Regions from separate parts of the Mus musculus genome. Here regions 2, 3, 4, 5, 6 and 7 are each linked to region 1. Evidence: chromatin contacts called from public promoter capture Hi-C and targeted proximity ligation data. All regions are on one chromosome and are shown on one strand. The core of a region is the stretch at or near the end of the contact, and the rest is flanking DNA. Distances in the headings are between cores, read along the strand shown.

The links. Promoter capture Hi-C pulls out the DNA fragments that hold promoters and counts their contacts.
Region 2: a promoter capture Hi-C map of 3T3-L1-derived adipocytes shows a contact between it and region 1, with 5 times the contacts expected there. A contact is called at or near these places in 11 of 39 promoter capture datasets (the 3T3-L1 cell line, 3T3-L1-derived adipocytes, the C10 cell line and 7 more), 4 of 130 datasets of targeted methods (astrocytes, embryonic stem cells and microglia) and 2 of 9 other capture datasets (embryonic stem cells and liver).
Region 3: a promoter capture Hi-C map of pre-B cells shows a contact between it and region 1, with 12 times the contacts expected there. A contact is called at or near these places in 14 of 39 promoter capture datasets (3T3-L1-derived adipocytes, the C10 cell line, cranial neural crest and 9 more), 9 of 484 Hi-C or Micro-C datasets (CD4 T cells, CD8 T cells, cortical neurons and 4 more), 20 of 130 datasets of targeted methods (astrocytes, bone marrow-derived macrophages, cardiomyocytes and 12 more) and 3 of 9 other capture datasets (adipose tissue, embryonic stem cells and liver).
Region 4: a promoter capture Hi-C map of neutrophils shows a contact between it and region 1, with 4 times the contacts expected there. A contact is called at or near these places in 1 of 39 promoter capture datasets (neutrophils) and 5 of 130 datasets of targeted methods (the NIH/3T3 cell line, astrocytes, embryonic forebrain and 2 more).
Region 5: a contact with region 1 is called in a promoter capture Hi-C map of hippocampal neurons, with 4 times the contacts expected there. A contact is called at or near these places in 6 of 39 promoter capture datasets (the C10 cell line, embryonic stem cells, hippocampal neurons and 3 more), 1 of 484 Hi-C or Micro-C datasets (pre-B cells), 9 of 130 datasets of targeted methods (embryonic stem cells, epiblast stem cells, extraembryonic endoderm stem cells and 3 more) and 4 of 9 other capture datasets (adipose tissue, embryonic stem cells, liver and 1 more).
Region 6: a promoter capture Hi-C map of liver shows a contact between it and region 1, with 2.7 times the contacts expected there. A contact is called at or near these places in 5 of 39 promoter capture datasets (the C10 cell line, hippocampal neurons, liver and 2 more) and 8 of 130 datasets of targeted methods (astrocytes, embryonic stem cells, extraembryonic endoderm stem cells and 3 more).
Region 7: a contact with region 1 is called in a targeted proximity ligation map of pancreatic cancer cells. A contact is called at or near these places in 8 of 39 promoter capture datasets (3T3-L1-derived adipocytes, the C10 cell line, HPC-7-derived erythroid cells and 4 more), 16 of 484 Hi-C or Micro-C datasets (CD4 T cells, the G1E-ER4 cell line, the HPC-7 cell line and 11 more), 14 of 130 datasets of targeted methods (the NIH/3T3 cell line, T-cell acute lymphoblastic leukemia, embryonic forebrain and 9 more) and 1 of 9 other capture datasets (adipose tissue).

The regions. Positions count from the first base shown.
Region 1 is chr15:68,257,198-68,260,251 of GRCm38.p6, reverse strand. Zfat (zinc finger and AT hook domain containing) reads left to right here and starts at 1,396. Exons shown (of 16, transcript NM_001145888.1): 1 at 1,396-1,584. The coding sequence starts at 1,566.
Region 2 is chr15:66,830,336-66,833,389 of GRCm38.p6, reverse strand. Sla (src-like adaptor) reads left to right here and starts at 1,561. Exons shown (of 9, transcript NM_009192.3): 1 at 1,561-1,820. All of the region lies in intron 43 of Tg (thyroglobulin), which reads right to left.
Region 3 is chr15:66,968,218-66,971,271 of GRCm38.p6, reverse strand. Ndrg1 (N-myc downstream regulated gene 1) reads left to right here and starts at 1,631. Exons shown (of 16, transcript NM_008681.2): 1 at 1,631-1,768. Gm2895 (a long non-coding RNA gene) reads right to left here and starts at 1,624. Exons shown (of 3, transcript XR_875396.3): 1 at 166-1,624.
Region 4 is chr15:66,990,314-66,993,367 of GRCm38.p6, reverse strand. The region is part of intron 2 of Gm2895 (a long non-coding RNA gene); the gene reads right to left. Among named protein-coding and RNA genes, the nearest start is that of Gm2895, 22 kb to the right of the region's middle.
Region 5 is chr15:67,030,789-67,033,842 of GRCm38.p6, reverse strand. It overlaps Gm31286 (a long non-coding RNA gene), which reads right to left. Exons shown (of 4, transcript XR_384159.2): 4 at 586-1,936. Among named protein-coding and RNA genes, the nearest start is that of Gm31342, 7.3 kb to the left of the region's middle.
Region 6 is chr15:67,061,250-67,064,303 of GRCm38.p6, reverse strand. No RefSeq gene overlaps it. Among named protein-coding and RNA genes, the nearest start is that of Gm31342, 23 kb to the right of the region's middle.
Region 7 is chr15:67,095,720-67,098,773 of GRCm38.p6, reverse strand. No RefSeq gene overlaps it. Among named protein-coding and RNA genes, the nearest start is that of Gm31342, 58 kb to the right of the region's middle.

The DNA.
Region 1 (3,054 bases), core at 147-2,646:
GTTCCCCTGCCACGCAGCCCTCCCTGAGGCAGAAGTTAGTGGAGGTGAAGCAACAACTTCCTGATTCTCCTCACATTGTGTCTACCGGCATCTGGTGGGTTGTGGAAAGGTGGGGCCACACACTTCATGGACTGTCTATGTGATCTCAAAAAAGCTACACAACCTTCCTGAACACCTGTCCTTTGCTCACCTGCCCACTGAAATAAAGATGTTTTTAAATATGTACTAAACAGAAGAATGAAGAATTAGACCAGTCATCTTAAGGTTCACTGCCCAAAGGCACGTCAACGTTTCTGGTTTTTGTTTTTAAAAAAGTGAACAAAATGAATGAGCTCATTCAGTCGTTCAGTAGCATTACTATGAAATCTGTGATGGGTAGGCAAAGACTAAAAGACCCAGGGGCCTTTGTGACAGGACCCTCTCTCCGCTCGGCAAACTCAGTCCATGGCAGAAAGGGGTAGCAAACAGTTATGCGCAACTGAATGTGAAGAAGTAATAAACACATGACCTCGACCTGTGGGGGTAAGAGAGAGGAACCTAGAGCTGTCTGAGGAGCACTCCAAGCTAAACACTACAGAAGGACTATACTCAGCATTTCACCAGCACTGTAAAAACAAACCAGGGCTGCCCAGACGCCGGTCATTTCCGTCCTGCTTCTTTTAACATTTTTCTCTTGTTTCTGTATGTGTGGAGTACTTTTTTACAATGGCTAATTTAAAAACCTTTCTAAAAGATAGCTTTACCAGCACAAGTACGACTGTTATTATTATATATATACTTAATTGGCCAACTCTAAAACTCATTCCCAGTTTCGAATGCTAAAAAGCTGACCAAGATAGGTAGGGATAAGGGACTTCGATGTCGGTAGAAATATATTCTATCAAAGTTACGTGGAACAGACGCTTCCTGCAGCGTGCGGAGGGGGCTCTAAGCTCCTAACATAAAAAACGGAAAGGTGGTCACTGAGCTTCCAAAAAAAAAAAAAAAAAAAAAAAAAAAAAAGATGTGCGAGGCACTGTCACTTCCAACCCGGCTCGTCCCGGACCCTGGGAGAGCCTGCCTGGGCCAACTACACCTAGTCAACCCGACCGGCAACTTGGGAAACTGAGCCCCGGAAAAGCTAGTATGCAAAGGGGCGCACTAGCCTGCCCACTCGCAGCCGTCCCCGCACGGAAGAGGATTCAGGACATTCCGGGTCCTGACTCCCACGTCCCAGGATCACAGCGTCCCGCCCCGGGCGTGGCCCAAAACAGCGCGCAGAACGCCGGGACGAGAGGCCGGCACCTAGGGTAGCCGCGAGCATGCGCACTGTGCCTTGCGTGCCGAGGGCGGTTCCCCGCGACCGACGTCGCTACGTAGGCGTCGGATCCCCGGGGAGAGGAGGGCGAAGACTCCATCCGCCATGTTGGATGCCGCAGATTCGCCATAACCTCTCCGGCTCTTTCCCTAAAAAAATCAAAATAAAGAGCGAAGTTTCCTCAGGGTGTCCGACTTTCTCGCTCAGCCCGGGAGGGAGCCGGGAAGAGCCCGAGGCTTTTTTTTTCCTCCGCCGTGGGGGCGTTGCCATGGAGACGCGGACGGCAGGTGAGCGGGGATGGGGGTTGGGGCGCGGCGGGGTGGGGGTGGGGCGCGGCGCCGCGCGGGAAACCGCTCGTGGTGTGCAGTGGGGAGGCCGCGCGCAGACTCGGGCCGGCGGAGGGATCCACGGGCGGGCGGAGCGCCGACGTCGCAGCGTTCTGCGGCCCACGTTTGGAAGCTGGCTTGATCCTGCCGCAGGAAAGAAAAAAAAGGGAGGCGGTGGAGAGCAAGCGAGGGGAGCGCCCTGCGCGCCTGGGGAGCAGTTTCCAGGGCTGTGGGCGGTGCCAGGGCGCCCGCCAGCGGCCATCCGCGGGCGTCTGGCTGCATAGGTGTTCGAGTCCCGTTGCCTGCCGCTGTTTGTGTGAGCTTTGAGTTGGCTTCTTGCTTAGTCAACAGTTTCGTAAAGTAGATGACTTCCCCTTCCCAGTGATCAACCCCGTGTTCTTAGCCAGGACGTGCTTCAAGTCCAGCCTTCTCTAGTGACCTTCAGAGGGAGCGGCCAATGAGAGAGATGGGCTTTATCACGGGTGACCCTGTCCCATGCAAGTAGTCATTTGCCTTCTGTCTTTGGCCCAGTGCTGTAGGGCATTGTCCTCGTGCGCTTGAACGAAGTGGCTCCAGGCCACTTCCTCCAGGCAGCCCTCAGACTGTCTAGCCAGAAGCTGCTTTAGCTGGTCTCATTGGAAGGGTAGACTTTTCACTTAACCCCTGGTGACTCCCCTTAACCTTAAGCTTGTGACCTCTAGCCTGTGATTGACACCAATTTAGACTCTTGGACCCTGACTTCCGAGGGTCGCTGCCAGTGTCTCCTGGTTGTTCTTAGTTGGTCATTCACTGAAGAAGAGAAAAGTTGAGAGCCCAGATTCCTGACAGTGGAGCTTTAAAGAGATCGGACTTCTGGCTTGGAAAACAATGTGAACCATATGTTTGCTTGGCCTTTGTCACTGTCCCCTGGAATTCAGACAGGCTCTTAGTAGGGGTGACCTTCTATTGAATGACTGAGTGAAGGAGCTGCTGATCATTTGTACACGTCACTGTGGTTTCCTGCTGGAGCCTGGGTCCATCCATACAGGGGACAGAAAACTCACGTTCCTGGGGCTTACCTCCACTACTCTCCACCTTTAGCTTTGGAACCTATCACTTGATCTGTGAAATTAGTGTTGGTGCTACAGAGTGGCTATAGGTCAAAGGGACACACAACAAGCCCCAAACAGGTTATCTTTCTGTTTTCCAGCCATGACAAGTGAAGAAGGCTCATAGTTTGAACAAAATGTATTTCTGTCAGCTCGTTTCTGGGAAATTTCCCGTTTTGGTGTTGGAAAGGCGGCTTTGGGTGGTAAACAGGCTGGGTGGTCATTGCCCCAGTTCCAGCTCTGTTCTGTGTGTGTTCCAGCTCTGTTCTGTGTTGGTCTCTTTTTCATGGTATCTTTTGCTTTGGGTGCAAAGGTTTCTGCTTCTTTCTTTTCCCACCTTGTA
Region 2 (3,054 bases), core at 312-2,811, 1.4 Mb after region 1:
TCAAGTTCTCCCTGAAAGGACAAGGAGCTCCTTGCATGTCCATGGCAGCATAGTCTGGCCTCTTCCTTCCTTATTACCCAACCCCCATCGAGGTCTTGATTGGCTTGTGTTTTTATTTTGCAAGGGGTGTGTTAATACAAGCATTCACTGCATTGATATACACAGGAATCTCCCAGCCAGCGCCTCTCTCTCTCTCTGTCTCTCTCTCTCTGTCTCTCTCTCTCTGTTTCTGTCTCTCCTCCTCCTCCTCCCCCTCCTTCTTCCTCTGCACCCTCTACTACTCTCCAGGTTCCCAGGACATATTCTTCCTCATCTGCCAGACATTCCATTCCTATTCTGGCCTCTATATCTCCTCCTTATTCTTAGATGTCCATACTCTATGGTTGTCTCTTCTTCCCATGCAGGTCTCAACCCAAAAGATCCCTCTGCTAGGCTGTCATTGTCCACTCCTAAGGTATGTCTCACTTTCTCCTGCTTCCTTTTTAGCCCTCTGGCTCTGCTTTCCTTAGCTTGCTTCTCAAGACCCGCAGTGCTTAGTGCATTTGCTTACGCATCATTGCTATCCGAGTGAGCTCTATCTGGGTCCTCAGAACTTTCTCCCAAAGCCAAAAAGACCTCAGCAATGGGGTAGTTAATAAACCCCTGAGGGTGCATACATGAGTCACACATGAACCACTATTCATTAATTACTACAGAGATACAAGACCATGGCCAACCTTCTATCACATGAGGCAGAATTAGAGTCAAGTGTGTAACAAAATATTCTGCTATTGTTTTCTTTTAAAAATTGCAAGAGAAAATATGATTGTGATGCTGTGATGACAATATACTAGTGATTCTAGCCTGACTGGCACTCTGTGTCATCACTCAAAAAATACTTTCTTAATATGTTGAGGGTAGTGAGTCCACCTGTCTTAGCTCTAGGGAGAGCCTCTGAAGCACTAGATGAGGAAACATGGGATGTTGGGCTCTGAGGCTCTGGGTCTCAGTGAGGATGGGGAGGGTCACAGAATGTTAGGTAGGGCATCCTAGAGCTGGAGCCCCACAGAGTCCCTCCCTGGTGGGAGCAGTCTCCATTCTTAGATGTGTGGAAGGTAGACAGGGCTCACTGTGCTATCTAGAAGCTATGGTATCCTCAGCTCTGACTGGCTAAGCAACTTGTCTTGATCACATGGTCAAAACCAGGGATCAGCATGAGAATTTGGGGTAGTGGCACCCCTTTCTAAGAAATCTCTCTCTCTCTCTCTCTCTCTCTCTCTCTCTCTCTCTCTCTCTCTCTCTCTCTCTCTCTCCATCTCTTCATCTCTCTGTCACACACACACACACACACACACACACACACACACTAAGGATTCCTGCATCCGCCTCTTACTGTGAGCAGCTAGCAAGGATTTGATGCTGCTGCACCAGGGCTCATGCCAGCGACTTGGCTGCCAGGTGCAGCTTTCCAACTCTCAGACACCCCCCCCCCAGGCCCCCAATGCACCTGTTCTTGAATGAGGCCAACTCCTAGCCAAGCCCAGGGCACAAGAAAGCTACACTAAGCTTTGGGATTTTCTTGTCTTATTCAGAGATGCTTGGAGTGGAAGCAGAACTGTGAATCTTGGAACAAAACTGCTTTTGATAATGCAAATTTAGTCCTGGTTAATGCAGACAGACTGTCAACTTCAGCAGTCAGGAGAAGGGAGGGGGCTAACTCCTCATCTCAGAGACCAGTGAAGAATTTCAATAGAATGCTTCGACTTCCGAAATAAGATCATTCTAAGCAAGCGGAGGCTTTCTACCTTCCCAGGAATCCATGTGACCCCCATGCTCTGCAGGTATGTCTCTGGGTGTCATGAGGACTCTTTGGGTGGACCATGGTGGCCTGGGTGGCAGGGGTGAGAGTCTCCAGGATTTGATGAAGTCCTTCTTACCCACCCTTTTTCATCTAAGGTAATTTGATGGTCTCTGCTGAGGGGATGGCTGGTCCTGAGGTCTAAACAAGGGCTAGGAGGCACCTATTCCTTCCCTGGATGGTGTGTATTTGTGGGCTGGCCTCCAGTTGCCATTTCCACAGCTGCTATGAGGAAGAAATGTGTGTGTCTGTTTCAGTGTCTATGTGCACTTATGCTGTGATTTGGAAAACTGTCCTGAGGTCAGATGATTCAGTGGCTATAAGTTCATTGTATTTCTTCTTGGTACCAGGGCCATTAACTATATTACTAATGAGTTAAGTATAAAAATATCTATCATTTATTCAGGTCCAACTCTTTTCTTGACAGTGGAGTATGTTTATGGTCTCTGGGCATATTTAGCAGGATCTCTGAAAGTTCTCCCGATTTGCAGATAGAGAAACTAAGTCTCAGGTTCTGGGAAATGCAAAGGCTTTGGACTACAGTCAGAAGACACCGAGGGCTTTCCTGGTTTTCTAACAGAAGGCCATGGGAGGAGATCTGTTCTATTCCCACTCACTTGTCACCCAGCTGCAGTGCCACTGCGGGTACTGATCCCCATCCTACCTCTTGTCTTCAGGCTGTGATGCTCGCCTCTCCACATAGCATGCATATATCCATTCCCGTATGCTTGGCTTGTTGATTATCTGTTTTGATCTGGCCATTACCTCTTAGAGGGCAGAAATTCAATTGGTAGACATGTCCACCATAGCCAGCCCTACACCTGGAACACCATAAGTGACTGATCCACTGTCATTAGCAAGTAGGTGCTATTATATACTCGTGCTGCTGTGTGTCCTGCTCAGCTAGACATGGTGATTCCCTGGGTTTAGGGTCTCAGAAATAACCCCAAATAAAATAAGACCTGTGAAGCTTAAGGAGAGAGAACAGCACATGTTCTAGGAGAGGAAACAGAACATGTTACACCCTTAAGCCTAGCTAAGGAACACCAAATACATGGAATTGGTATGCCCATTCAAGGTGACCAGGGAGGGAATAGAAGGGAGTAAATTCAGATTGCATTAAACAGCTCTCTGGGGGTCACTGTCAGGATACAGCTTTGACTCCTGGAGAGAGTACTGGCTAATAGAAGACTTGTAGATCGAGAGAAAGTGAGGTG
Region 3 (3,054 bases), core at 382-2,881, 1.3 Mb after region 1:
TGACACACTCTTTGACAAGCAGTAAACCATAGGTACTCAATAAATGTTTGTTGGAAGACAAAACAGGGGAGATTCTGGGAAAAATGGTTATTAATGGGGTAACAGACTGCTTAGTCTGTGTTGTTAAGCAAAAACAGGATGACTCGCAAACATGCCAGTACTCACTCTCATGGTCCTTGGGTCCAGAAGTTCTTGAACATAGTAGGTGCTCAGGACAACTATAGATCTGGTAAGCTCAGCTTAGCGATCTTGTATGGATGTCTTGGGAAACAGAAATCTTGGGGCTCCATTTTGCTATGTCCCCCAAAGAAAGAGCTTTCCTTTTTTCTTCTTACTTCCTTCTTCTCCAGCTCCTTAGCACAGAGCAGGCTCTTAAAGCGGCTCCCTAGATATCCATAGACCAAGAGAATGAGGGTCAGGTTATCTAGAGGAGGGGGGAGGGGAAGGCCACTTGAGTCATAAGGGTTGAGCAGGTGGCGTTGAAACAATGACTGGACTGGGCCTTAGGTGTGACTCAATCTCTCTATAACATGATGTTTTCTTGGTGCTGGGTGCTGAGATTCTCAACGTGGTTTCACATCTGAGCCAATCCGGGCAATGTTTATTTATTTAGTGGGGATGGGGAGCGAGGGGTCTGAGGAAAATGTATGGCACTGTGTTCTTCCTTTCCACTTTGTGGTTTCCGGGCATGGAATTTAGGTCCCCAGGGTTTTGCAGGCCACATGTCTTTACCAGGTGTGCCATCTTGCTGCACCCTTTGAGGAGTTTTTTTTCAAAGCCCCAGTGTTGGGGCACACTCTCAGATTCTAACTAAGCTGCTCTGGGGTGTAACCAGGGTATCCACCTGCTTAAGAAAAGCTCCCTGGAGAGGCTCAGGTGTAGGTCAGGGCGAGAACCCGGTAACAGGCAAGCAGGCCAAGGTTTTAGAACATCACGACAGAAGGAAGATCCATGATTGGAAAGCAAATTCTATGCACGTTCTGGGGACCACAAACTGCAGTCCGTAGAGTGCTTACAGCTGACACAGCGGGCTGGAGCAGCGGGGAAACAGCAGCTCAGAGTAGGAAGGGAGTTGTGGGGCGCCAAGATCAGCAAGAATAAAGGGAGCTAAGCAATGTGAAAGGAGCCTGGAGATAAAGTCTGCCGTCTAGGCTGTAAATGGGGCTCGGGAGTGACTGCGTGGAGACCCGGAGGAAGTGGGGGGTGCCGCCCAGAAGGGCGTGGCGCGGGCAGAGGCTTAGGAAACTCAAAGGCTATAGGGGGGCAAGCGGTCGCGCAGAGAGACACAAGGGAGTCCTTATGCACACGCGCACGAGCGCGCACGGGCACACCACGCTACCACTCGGTGGGCACACGTTCGCTGCACACGCCGCGGTCCCGAGAGCGGATCACAGGGAGGAGCGGCAGGCAGGGCCGGGCAGTCTCTCCAGTCGCGCCCCTGCAAAGGCTTGCGCAACAGGCGGCGGCTCCAGCCCGCCCCGCCCAGCCCAGGCAGGGTGCAGCACGAGGCGGGCCGGAGAAAGGGGTGTGTCCCCGTCTCCTGCTGCGCTGGGAGCAGAGGGTCTGGGAGGGGCGAGGCCCTGGGGGCGGGGCCCCGGCGCCTATAAAATCGCCCTACGCACGCACGGACATAAACAAACCTTGCCAGGCTACCCTCTCGCGTTGCAGGCAGATTGCTCACCCATCTTCGTCTCCCTCTTCACCTCCCGCGGGGCGCTGCACCTCCAACCTTGTGGTTGGCTCCTTTCCGTGCTTGCTTGCTCATTAGGTAAGCCCTCCGGACGCCTTCTTCCTCCGGAGCAAGACAAGGACCCCCAGCAAAGCTTGCTTTCGGGGTGCTACTGGACACCCCGCCCGTCTTTTGTGGCCCTTGCGAAGACCACAACTGGTGGTCTTCGGTGGAACCGGCGCCGGAGGGATAGCTGGCATCACTGGAGCGGGTTTCGATTACTATAAGGCACAAAAAGACGTGTTGGGTCTCGCTTTCTCTCTAATTGGGGAAGTGGGATTAAGGGGTCGAAGTTGGGGCGGAGAGCCTGGGAATACCTGGGTCGCACTTCCTGGCGTCAACCCTGAGCCACAGCTGACTTCTCTGTCCACTGGGCTCAAGGGGACACTTTGTGTGTGCTCTCGCGTGTGAAGGGGTGTGGATGGGTGATGGGGTGACTAGGAAAAGAGCGACTGTAGCGCGTGTATCCAGGGGATGAGTAAGGGTGAGCAGACTTGGCGGGGAGTGTGGAGAAGGGGGCGAGGGTGTGTCTACTCTGGAGCCTGGTCCCGAACCAGTGTGATCTGAGTCCAGGTTCCCATCCAGTCCAGAGCCCAGTGCTCTCTCCAAGCTGTGCGTGTGAGAGAACGTGTGTGTGCTGGGGGAGAGTCCGGGGTGTGTCCCGGCGCGTGCTGCACGCGCCACTGCGAGTGTCGGCGGCGAGAGGAGCCCAGGCAAGGGTGCGGCCCTCTAGGTAGTACCGGGTTGGCTCTGTAACTGCGCGGGAGTGGTGGTTTGTGCCTCCAGGGTCGCGCGGGCATCTGGCAGCCCCAGAGTTGGCTGGAGCTCTGAGTGTCGTCATTTTCGCCTCCGCCTCCCCCCGCCCCACCTCCCTTTCTTTCTCCCAGGCGGTCCTCCCTGCTGTTTTAGCCCGGAGAGCAGCTGGAACCGCTCGTCCGTTCCCGGGAGACCGGTCGCGGTCTCTGATTCAGCCTGTAGGGTAGATTCGGGAGGGGCGTGAGGAATGCTGCAGGCTCTGGGGAAACATGCTGTCACCACCGCCTCTGTCAAATTAGTAGCTGAAGCTAAGATTTGTGGATGGCTTCCTTACTCTGCCACCTTCCGTCTTCCCTTGTCTGTCGCCTTTGCTGGCAGTCATCACGGATCCCCATGCACTGTCCCTTGGGCTTTAATGTGGGAGGACAGGTCGGGGAGGGAAGTCCAGTGGTCCGTGTCCTAGAACAGCCTTCAGCTCTCCCTCACAGACTTCCTGGGCAGGTCAGCTTATTTGAGTCCTTGAAACTCCTGAAGAAGATGGGAAATTCAGGACAGCCAATGTTCCCCCC
Region 4 (3,054 bases), core at 183-2,682, 1.3 Mb after region 1:
TTGTGGTGACCCATCCATAAAATTATTATCAATACTAATTCATAACCGTAGTTTTGCTACTCTTGTGAGTACTAATGTAAATATCTGATATGCAAGATATGTGATATTTGAACCCTGTAAAAGAGTTGTTTGAACCCCAAAAGGGTCAAGATCCACAGGGTGAGGAACACTGAATTAGAAAAAGAACAGCTAAACACAGAACAATAATGAAGTAACCTGATTGTAAAAGCAGAAATCAAGAGAGGGAAACCCAATTATCTTTACTCAAAACAATAAAATAAACAACCACAAAGTAAACACAATCTAATTTTCATGAGAAAAGCAATAGAATATGAAGAGTGTTGTTGTTGTGGGTTTTTTGTTTTTTGTTTTTTTTTCTTGCTTACTTGTTTTTAAAACAGTAAATGAAAAGAACTTAGAACTTGGAGAGACATTGTTCAACGCTCAGGTCCAATACATTTGACATGTGACCACCTATAGGAATCTCTGAAGTGCTCCTAGCATTGTCCCACATCCTGGTTGTACTTGACACACCTACTGGAATGAACAAAAATTTAAAGAAATGCCTGGAGATGAGGCAGTAGTAACTGATTCTTGTGATTATTAAGTACAACCAGACTATAGGATTCAACCAGGATGTGGGACTCAGTTTATTCACTAGGCACAGTTAAAAAGAAAAATGGATGGCGGAGGACATGGAATTTAGAAAAATATGTGGTTAACACACTTGCTCTGTATTTCCAGCAATTTCAATTGTCTAGACTATTTGGACTCTGGCTTGAGGAACAAACGGAATGAAAATATATAAATATTCATATGACAACTAGAGAAATGTTGATATTGACTAATTATCTGATATAATAAATACACCTATGCATTCAATGTGATTGTAGTTGTGTTCGAAAGGAAGACTTGTCAAGATGTGCCAGATGATGTCTGTAGGTCAGTCTAAGCTGGTGCACTAGATAGCCTCGGGAATTCAGTTACTTCTGACTCCATGGCTTTCTCTGTGGGTTCTGATGAACAAACTCAGGTCCTCACATTTTCAAGGCAAGTACTCAACTTGACCAAGTGAGCCACCTCCTCACCCAGGATACCTAACTTTTAATGATTAATACTGAAATGTCTACAGACTAAATAATGGAATAAACAAGGTTTGCTTTCAAAGTAATCTAGGTTTGGGAAAGATGGTTGGAAATAGACTAAGAATAAAGGTAACTGGGAGGGGTATAGTTCAGTGGCAGAATACTTATCTAGCATATGTAAGGCTTTGGTTTGATGGAGGTGGGGGATATACAGGACAGTGGGTTTAGAGATGCAGCAGGGGTAGAGAAGAGGTCTCAAACTCTTGTGGCAGACACTCCAGAGTGAGTTTCAGTTTGCTGAGGCATGAAAAACTCTGAGGTCTCCACTGCACTGGCAGTTCCTTACTGGTTCTTACTGGGTAGTTGTAAGCAACCACTTCTCTCATACAGGTTACACCACTTCCCTTTTGCTCCCCAACACTTCCAGCAACTTTGAAGTCAATTCCTGCTTTCCATTTCCTCAGAATGCAAGCCCTAACAGGATTTCTTTTTACAGAACTGACTGATAGAACAGATAAATTATATGACAGCACATCAGGATAGCAGCGATGAGATGCTAACGTGTTTAGGAATAAATTGTATAGGAAATAAAGCTTGCTATGGAGGAAACTGTAAGACATTGCCAAATGACGCAATGGTAGACACGAACCAATAACAACATGAAACCTGACCGTGACCAGGTCACACATCATCAAATTTTGTGAAGGTTGTGTTCTAAATTTCGTGTCACCTCGACAAAAACTCCAAACTTTTGTTTTTGATTTAGAAGCAACAAGGTCATTTACATACTAAACTATAGGAAGGGCAGAGGAATACTAGCCTAGCATGCTGGAAAACCTGAGTGGGATCCCCTTCACTACAAAAAGCCACGCACATGGCCCATACCTGCAATGCTTGCACATTAGACTTGAAGACAGGAGGGTCTGAAGTTCAGGTCATTCTTATCTACATAGTGAATTCAAGGCTTCTAAAATCTAAAGAAAGAATAATGGCAGGCATTTGAGTATGTCGTGAAATTTGATGGTCAGAAATCATGCAACATAATAAAATAAAAAGTGCAAATAGAACTAAGAACATTCTTTAGTGTAAAAATAAAGGTAGCCATTTAGGCCATCAGGGAAAAGACAAAGACAGAAAAGAGGATGGGGAAAGGCTGGAATACTGGCTCAGTTATTAAGAGCACCGGTTGCCCTTGCAGAGGACCTGGGTTTGCTTCCCAACACCCATGTGGCAGCTCACAACCATTTGTCTGTCAGTCCAGTTCCATAGGGTGTCACACATTCTTCTGGGGCACAGATGCACCAGCAGCAAACACTCATAAACATAACGTAAAGATAAGTGAATCTTAGGAAAAAGATAACGAAGGGGGGATGGTAACAGGCCAGCTATGTACAAGTAGATAACGCAAAGGAAACAGGCAGCGTGAAATCCTGCTGACGGAGGTACTTGTCTATTTCCTATGGTACACCTGAGACAGGCTAACTTCTTACAGGCAAAAGGATGGGTGTGTGAAGTCACATGGCAGAAGGGGGAGCATATGCAAGAAGGAAAGGCCAGTTCTTGAAGCAGCAGAGCATTCTGTTCACGTAGCACATCCCCAGTGACCTAAGGACCTCCTGGGAGGCTCCATTCACATTGCTATAAAATGAGCTTTTGAGAGGAAATGTGTAAATCATTTTCTAAACCCAGCCCCTTCCAATCCAATACTCATAAAACATTCACTTGATAAATTTTTCTAAAAAAAAAAGAAAATCCCTTAATATATTATACAGCAAAATCAAATTCAGGAGCAAACCAAGAGCCATGAGCAAGTTATAGATAAACAAACTGGATAAAGTATTCAGAATTTACATATTACAGTAATATTTCAATTTCCCTAATATGCAAAGAGCTTGTGGTAATAGACAGGAAAAGGAAGGAGTAACTCAAAAGAAGAGTGGCTGAGGACATGAGTTGAAAGTTTGCAAAG
Region 5 (3,054 bases), core at 298-2,797, 1.2 Mb after region 1:
CACCTAGCATATTTCCTGGCTTTAGTGTGGAGAAGCCCACGTGCCAGGGATCCAATCCCCTTGACAGATCCAGGCAACTGATAGCCATTGCATCTTCTTGGGGCTAAATGCTAGTCCTTTTAGTGGTCCCCAGAGGCCTGTGTGTACCCGTGCCATGAACTCACAGATGCTATTATCAACACACACATCATTTGTAACCTCATCTCCTCAAACCTGAACTCATGAACTTTACTCTAGCCACGATGTCTTCTTGCATTCCTCCAACAGGCTGAGTACTTTCTAATTCACAACCTTTGTGCCTGCTGTTCCCTTTCCTTGTGTCTTAGTTAGGGTTTTACTGTGGTGAACAGACACCATGACCAAGGCAAGTCTTATAAAAAACAACATTTAATTGGGGCTGGCTTACAAGTCCAGAGGTTCAGTCCATTATCATCAAGGTGGAAGCATGGCAGTATCCAGGCAGGCATGGTGCAGGCAGCGCTGAGAGTTCTATGTCTTCATACAAAGGCTGCTAGTGGAAGACTGACTTCCAGGCAACTGGGGTGAGAGTCTTAAGCCCACACCCACAGTGACACACCTATTCCAACCAGGTCACACCTATTCCATCAAGGCCACACCTCCAGAAGGTGCCACTCCCTGGTCCAAGAATATTACAAACCATTCACACCTTGTTTATCTGATGTGCTTCTACCCCACACCCAGACCCCTTCAGCACTTCTTTCTGGGAGTTTGCCAGTTAAATCCCACTGCTCTTGTGGTCTAAAACCTCCAAGGATGCTTTAGGATGTTGCACCCATGTGATTCTCACAGCTGGAAGAAAGTGCCTTTTCCTCTTTATGGCTGTTTAAATGAGAAATGCAGCCAATATAGCTTCAGACATTTGAACACTTAGTCCCCAGTTAGGGGTGCTCTTTGGGGGGGTGTTTAGGTGGTACAGTCTGGAGATAGCATGCACCTGGAAGTGGGCTTTGAGATGAAAAGCCTTATATCATTCCCAGTTTATTCTCTCAGTTTCCTATTTGGAACTGAAGATGTGAACTCTCAGCCTAGAGTTGCTGCTGCCACCTCTGCCTCTTGTTGCTCGGAGTCCTCTCCACCCTCATGAACACATCTCCCTCTAGAACTGGAAGCCAAAATAAGCTCTCTTTTTACATTGCTTTTGCTCATAACGTCTTATGACAGCAACAGAAAATGGAACGAATCCATTGCCCCTCACATCAGAGCTGCCTCCAGACTCCTTTTACCAGGAAAGAAGGATGCATAATAAGACTGAGCAGGGTCCATACCTGCCTTTGGGAGCTTCCTTCCCATCTGTGGCAACCACCCTATGAAAAGTCTGGTACAGTCCAACCCCAGCAAGTTCACAGAGAGCAGGAACGCCCACCCAGCCGAGCTCACCCTGGGCCTATGAGGTTGTAACGTAACAAACCAATGCTGCTCTGAACAGTTGCACTGGGGGTGGTGGGAAGTACCCGAAGCATCCCTTTAATGTGACGCACACAGTCTCCTCCCTTGCTCTCTTCGTTCTCCGTCATGCTGGTGTCCAGTGAGCAAGCACGTTACTTCCTTGTTCACTCACCACATAGCCTGGTTGCAACTTAAAATGTGGCGGACTCCACAAGGATGAAGATTTATTCTACTTCATTGCTGCTTTGAGTACCCGAGCTAGAGCCTGGCTCATAACTGATGCTCCATAAGTCTGTCCTGCTGGAGCATCCAGTGACTGCAGCATTGTATAGGGAAATCTGTCCTCTTTGCATTATTATCCATATGCATGTAAGCAAGCTCTGCAGTGGCATCTGCTCTGTGTAATGGCCCTGTGCCATATGAGTACTTGGGTACCAAGGGAGCCAGCTATTGTCCCCACATGCTTATGTGGGCACACACTCATAAAAGATGATCCATTCAGGCAAATGTGCAGGCCGTCCTCCTTGTCCTATGAGAGAGAGCAGGGTGGTCTGAGGATTTACATGTAGGCATGCTGTTTTAGCGAGAGAAGTTGCCTATGCCTGGACATTAGGCCTCAGCAACCATCTTCATTGGACAGTTTCCTTTTCATTCTCCTCCAGCCTCCCCATTGCTGTGAGTTAGGCCCAAAGGGGAGTACCTTGATGCTACAGCCAAAGTTAGAGATCACATCACATGTAGCTACCTAGGACCTCTGCTGGTGACTCTAACTGTGTGTGTGGGGGGGTGGGGGGGTGTTGGCTTGGACCCCAGAATCTGAATTTCCATCAAGCATTGTAAAAGTTTCTTTGGAGGGAGCACCTCCCCAAGAATGTTGATTATTATCATGTTAGGTTCCAGTACATATGCACCATTACAGCAACCTAGAAGCAGTCTGTCCACACTAGAACTTCTCTCTCTCATGTCCTGGAAGCCAGAAGTCTGAAAATCAATCTCATTGAGCTAAGATCAAGCCATCCACAGGGCAGAATACACCCACTGCCTCTTACATATAAGATGGCATTTGATGTGACAAGCCACATCACTGTGTCAGCCTCTGTGGTCACACTACCTTCCTTCCTTGCTTTTCCTCACCACCACCCCTCATTCTTCTTTTCTGTTTGTGTATATGGCAGATATGCATGTGTATATGATGATATGTGTGAGAAAGACTGCGGGCATGTGCCATGTTATGGTTTTGGAGACCAGAGAACATCTTCCTCTTTTTTTTTTTTTTTTAAATTTAGCTCAAGTTATCAGGTTTGCACAACATGTGCTTTTATTCACTGAAATATCTTCCCTACCCTTGTGATTTCTCATCTGCACCAAATCTCTTCCTGACTTAGGAAGATACTCAGAGTTACCATCAGGGGCTCCTGGTTCACCTAGGACCCAAGGTTTAAAGCTTGATCACATCTGCACAGAACCCTTTGTACAGCATCAGGGATTTCTACTTGGATATCACTGGCAGGCTATTCGGTGGCCTAAACGTGGTTGCTTTCTCAATTCCTCAGTAAGAGCAGTGGCCCAGAGAGGCTGAGGTGGTGCCCCAAACCATACAACTATTCAGATGGCCAGCTTAGATTCACTTTATCTTACGCTTCCACA
Region 6 (3,054 bases), core at 389-2,888, 1.2 Mb after region 1:
GAATACTTCAGAAAATAGGGGAGACTAAACTTGAAGTTAAGATTACATCCCTGGGCTGGGAAGATGACTAAGTCTTTGCTTGCTGTGCAGCCACAAAGAGCTGCGATTGATCCCCAATACTTGTCAACTCGAGGCATGGCAGTGTACACCTGTTACCCTAGCACTAGTGAAGTGGAGATAACAGGATCCTGGGACGTTCTGACCAAGCAGTTTAGCTGAATTCAGATCTCTGGATTCTCTCCCAAAAGTAAGATGGGAGATTCTCTCCCAAAAGGTAAGGTAGAAAGCAATTGAAGAAGGCAGATGATGATAACTTCTCGGCTCCACAGATGTATACTACACACACACACACACACACACACACACACACACACACACACAAACTCCTATACACACACTGTATATGCACACACATGCACATGGACACTACACATATATGCATATTACACATGTGCACATACAGACACACACACACCACACACCCTTGCTCTGAGCTTGTGTCCATCCTTCTCAGTTCAGTTGTGGCATTATTCAGTTCCAAATTTCCATTTGTTTCTTCCCTGTATATTCTATCTTGTTATAAAATGGCTTTCTTGAAAGGGTCTCTATTGTTTTGTTTGCAATTGCTTGTCGAAAAAAAATTTTTTTTTTTTTTTTTTTTTTTGGTTTTCAAGACAGGGCTTCTCTGTTTAGTCCTGGCTGTCCTGTACCTCACTTTGTAGATGAGACTGGCCTTGAACTCAAAAATCTGCCTGTCTCTGCCTCCCAAGTGCTAGGATCAAAGGTGTGCGCCACCACCGCTCTGTCTTTGTGTGTGCGTGTTCATGTGTGGGAGTAAAGAGGCATTATGTGCCACATAGCATGAATGTCACGACAGAGAGATCGGAGAAAATCTTGGGTGTTAGTCCTTGCCTTCTATCTTGTTTGAGACAGGATTTTATTGTTGTTGTTGTTGTTGCTGCTACTGCGGCTGCTGCTGCTGTTGTTGCGCAATGTTGTGTACACTGGCTTATCTGACTCACAAGCTTGCTAGAATTCTCCTATCTCTATCTCTCATCTTGATAATGGGATGATGGAATAAGACACGTGGTACCAAAGCCCAACTTTACACGAATCCCAGGGATCTGAACACAGATCCCCACTCTAACATAGTGAGCGCTTTATCCACCGAGCTATCTCCAAAGCCCTGTTAAAGCATTTTTTTTTTCTTTCTGGCATTGCTGTTTTGTGCAACCTGTGCCAGAACAATCTGGTGCCTCTGCTGCTGGCAACAGCATGTGTTGATTATCTGTTATTGATTAGTGTGAAAGCTTCCTGGATGTTGATGAGTGGCTAAGGAAGAAAAAAAAAAAAAAAAAAACCCTGAGCATTTTCATACTGTTAGACTCTTGATGACATTTAAAACTTCTGGGTTGATTGACATTTCCTGCTTTTCATTTAGTGAGGGATGGAAATATCTCATTAATGCTTGATAGGGGTTGGAATTCAGATTGGACCCATGGCCTCCAGCACAGAGATACCATGGGTCTCCCTCTTGTTTATAAACTTTTCCACCTCATCACACTCCCTGGGAGAGAGGACAATGGTTTTTCCAGTTTGGAACTGGAAACTAGGGTCAGGAGAGCTGTGCTACCTGCTCAAGCGTGAAGCACTGATGTCACATGACGGGGCTAGAACTGTGTCAGTGTGACTCAGGGTGTGGACTCTGAACCGTTTTTGTTTTTTGGGTTTTTTTTTTTTTTGCTCTGCAGCTTCTTCCTGGCAGTCATTACCATACTTCTTCTACCTCTGAGTCCCATGACCTAGGTGCTCAGTGGGAGTAATAGGCTACATTTCACGTCACTGGGGATGCAGACAGTGAGTCTGAGCAGCTCATACTCTTGTGGCAAAAGAGATAGTCCTAGCCACCATTCAGAGTCAGGACCAGATGTGAATGTATGCTCGCTCAGTGTACCTGGTCCTGAACAAGTCATTCTATCCCGCTTAGCCTCAGTTTACCTATCCAAAAGCTGAAGTTACTAAAACATCTGAGTATTAGTAAGATAATATATACTGACCCTTGGTGGGGAGGGGTACCCTATACCCTCAGCATATCTTTTTCCATATCTGTTGGCATAAAGCTATGTTAAGTTTGAGGACAAAGAGGTCACTGAGAGATAGAGAAATGATGGCTCACCAGAGAGCTGGGTCACAGTGTAGCCAGAGGAAGTTTGGGGTTAGAGCAGAGAAAGGTGTGGCCAGTGGCCATAGAATGGACACAGATACCATAGACAAAATAGGGGCAGGGAAAGTCTTGGGGTGTTCTTCTAGCTCTTTGGATATCACAGTACCCACACTCCCCAGTACTGTTTCTAAATTCAGTATAAAAGACTTTGAAGTCTTGAGGGGAGACTCTTATAGGAATGGAAGGGATTTGGGCTCACCATTCTGGGACACAGAGGGAGCTACAGTTCTGACAATGGCAGCTTTGCATTTCCTGAACTCACAAAATGCTGTGATTATACCTAGGTAAGTATTGGGCTTGATGTCATTGCAAGATAAAGATTGCTATTGGGACTGGCTGTGTAGGCTACCAAGACAGAGGTAGACTCCATGAACAACTTGAGTAGCCACTTCACAGCTGGCCAATGTTCATAACAGGACAGCGAAGACTGTTGACTCAAGGCAGCAGCTTCTATGGAATATTCCAAAACCTATATCTTTATATGTGGTTAAGATTTGTGATTGGACAAATGACCGTCATGACTTGCATCTATGGAAGACAAATAATTGGGAAGATTAAACAGGGACTATGCATACTTAAAGCCATCTGGGGGTTGAAGAGACTGTTCAGTCACTAAGAGTGAGTACTGCTTTTATAGAGGACTGGAATTCAGTTCCCAAGCACTTATGTCAGGTGGCTCACAGCCATCTGTATCTCCAATTCCAGGGAGATCTCACACATCTGGATTACACAGACACATTACACTCACACATGTGCACTCATACATCATTTAAAATATAATAAATTAAAAAATTAAACATGTGTTGGCTTTTGGACACTGTGGCCTAAGC
Region 7 (3,054 bases), core at 169-2,668, 1.2 Mb after region 1:
CCCACGGTTCACATGAAACCCAGGTCCACTGGAAACCTAGGACCTGAAACTTGTTCTTGGTTATCTATTATTTCTGAACTGTATGCCTATGAGAGAGCTTGATCTGAATCATGGTTTATTAATCTGTAAGAGGGTATTAAATGACATGGTAGACATGAAAAATTGTGCCAGCCATTTTCTGAGATTTTCTATGTGTCTAACATGTATTATGTTCCTCCTGAAATTCTCCCAAGAGACTGAGGTGGCAGTGGTATCTGCACCATACCTATGACTATAATGCTATATGCCTGTGGTCACCCTGTTCATAACTCCTCAGCCAAGAACAAAGACCAGAGCTGATTGTATATCTGTCAGGCCAGAGTAGGCTAATGCTGCAAAAACAAATAAGCTTCAAGTCCCACTAATGGAGAACAAGGCTAGTTTCTTTTAGGAGCAGTTTCAGGGATTTTGTGCTTTCCTTCATGTAGTGACCCAGCCAGTCATGAAAGACATTATTACCAACTTCACCTCCTTCAGCACATAGCCTTCAAGGTCACTGTACAGGAAACTGGTAATGCCTCATAAGCTCTCAAATGTCTCCAGTTAGATCTGATACCCACCACTTCCATATAGGTCCATTGACCAGCAGGAGTTTCATTGCCCAAACAACATCATAATGGGAAAATGAATGGTGGGATAAAAGTTCCAGAATCCTCGAGGGCAACCGGCCACCTCTGCCAAAATCTCTCCTTGATGTCAGAGATCCTGTCCTAGACTTAGAGCCAATTCGTGACAGCTCACCAGGTCTGCTCTGGTCAACCCTGGTTGATCAGAAGGCTTAAAAGATGCAAGCAGTAGGACGGGCTATAGAGAGGCAACCCAGGGGACAGGATGCCCAGCATCAGAGAATAGAGAATGAGGCTGCTCACCCCAGTTGCAGTTGTGTGCAAGCAAAGGCAGAGAGGGCTTGGTGGAGATGCTTGAACATCAGGGAGAATACAATGGAAAGATTGCAGATTGGCCAGAAATCCAAGCTATGCTCATTCCCAGGGACTTCAGGGTGGGTGCTTCTGTGTGCTGACTTTAGTTCCTAAAGTACACACTGGAAGGCTTGAGTACGATGTTTGTATCTCAAGGTTCCATCCAACCATGCCATTCCACTCTCAGAGGTCCTAGAAAGGCAGAGACACTGAACGTGGTTTTTCTTCTGAATGCCCAGCATCTAGCAAAGTACCAGGTACCTGGTTGGCAGGTGTATCAGAATCATGTTGGTTGCCAATAATACTAGATAGGATGGATGTTAACCTGTACTTAGAGCATAAACATTCCAGCCAGGCCTCTGGGTTCCCCTCACCTGCTTCTCACATGCCTCAGGACAGGCAGCCTCACTGACATACACATTTTACACAAATCTAGCATTCCAAGAGATGAGTCGTACTGCCCAGAGCCACACAGCTCAGCTCAGCAGCAGCGGACCTCAATGGGAACCAGGCACTCAGACTCTGAGCCTACGCTGTCTGCCCCTCTCCTGCCACGGTACCCTGGAATAGCTAAATGGTGTACACACCATCAAGATATCTGAAACTGTGTCGGCCACCTCAACACCAAACTCCCAGAGAGAAACTGGGCGGAGTGTGGTGTGAGATCGTGCAAACGGTGAGAACTGCTCTGCCCTCAAGGCCAGGGAAACTGATCTCTAAGTCTTGTTCCACACAGAGTTACCCTGGAGAGGAGCCCCTGGGCTGGTGCATCATCAGAGCACCAGGCAGGCAGGGAAGGCTGGGGCTTCCAAAGAGGTTCATTTTGCAGAAACATACCGAGTTAGGGATGCGGAGATGACTGTGTAGTCCACAGGCCAGATGCACCAAGCTGGATGCTGGGCACACCACCAGACTTCACCAGATGGTAGAGCCTTCCCAGCTGAAGGGCCCGAAGCCCTCTTGTACTTCCCATGGCTTGCCTCTGTCCTTGTTTACATCCTTCTTGAACACCTTGCAGGTCCCTCATCTCCCAACACCACATTCCTGTACCTAGACTGACCAAGGCTCCTCCTTCCTCCCACTTCCCACAAACTAGCAACACTGCTCTTGACCTTTGGAGACAAACTCTCCTCACTTAGGGCTCCATATGCTTCCACCTTCTAAGATGTGTTCTAGCATGTTTATTCTCTTCAACTCCACAGATCCTAACCACACACCTCCTTCCTTCACTGTCCCTGTTTGTCTGATTCTCCATTACAGAACAGGTGTGCCCAGAGCTCAAAGTAGAGACCTGAGAAGTCTCACTATGTCACCTCCTCCCTTTGCCTATCCAACGTCAGTCCGGCCCTTCTGCCACTAAAAGAGACATGGTTCATAACCATACTTTCCATGCCCCTATTCCCTCTGCGTGTGTTCAGGATATTTCTATCTTCCAGTCATATAAAAGCCAACCCATCATCAATCGCTTTCTCTGCTACCTGTCTTGGCACTCACCCATCTGCATGCTGTATATACAGACAGTTGGTCTAAAACACAAGCCAGTATACATCAGTCATTTGCAGCCGCATCTATCCTACATAGCATCTTCTCACTGACCAGGTCTCAGCTCACAGGCTTTTGTACACATGGGATCCAGGATGTCTCTACTTTCTTTCGTAGTTCTTGGCCAAACATTTATATGCAGAAGGCAGAAGTACTACAGGGATGGGCTTCTTCACACCCCATGCACATTTAAGATCTGGTTCCTATCATGTCCTCTAACACCCAGTGAAGAACATCAAAAACAACCTCAGATTCTTTGATATTCCTCCTCTGAAGTTTCCCCTCACTGTTAACAAAAATGACAGGAATCATTGTACTACTTAAATTAGCTCACCAAACTGTGGAAGTTTCAAATTCCTGGTTCCATAACCAGGGTTAGGGTTAGGGTTAGGGTTAGGATATTCTGCACCCCCCAGAGAACTGCCCCAATTTGTATCAAGTAGAGCAGAGAAGAGCCCTCCCCACTCAGACCTGCCTCATACATAGGCTTCTGAGCTAGGGGAAGTGAGAGCCCTATATTTTGGGGCAGTCTTTTACATAGCAGTGTACCAAA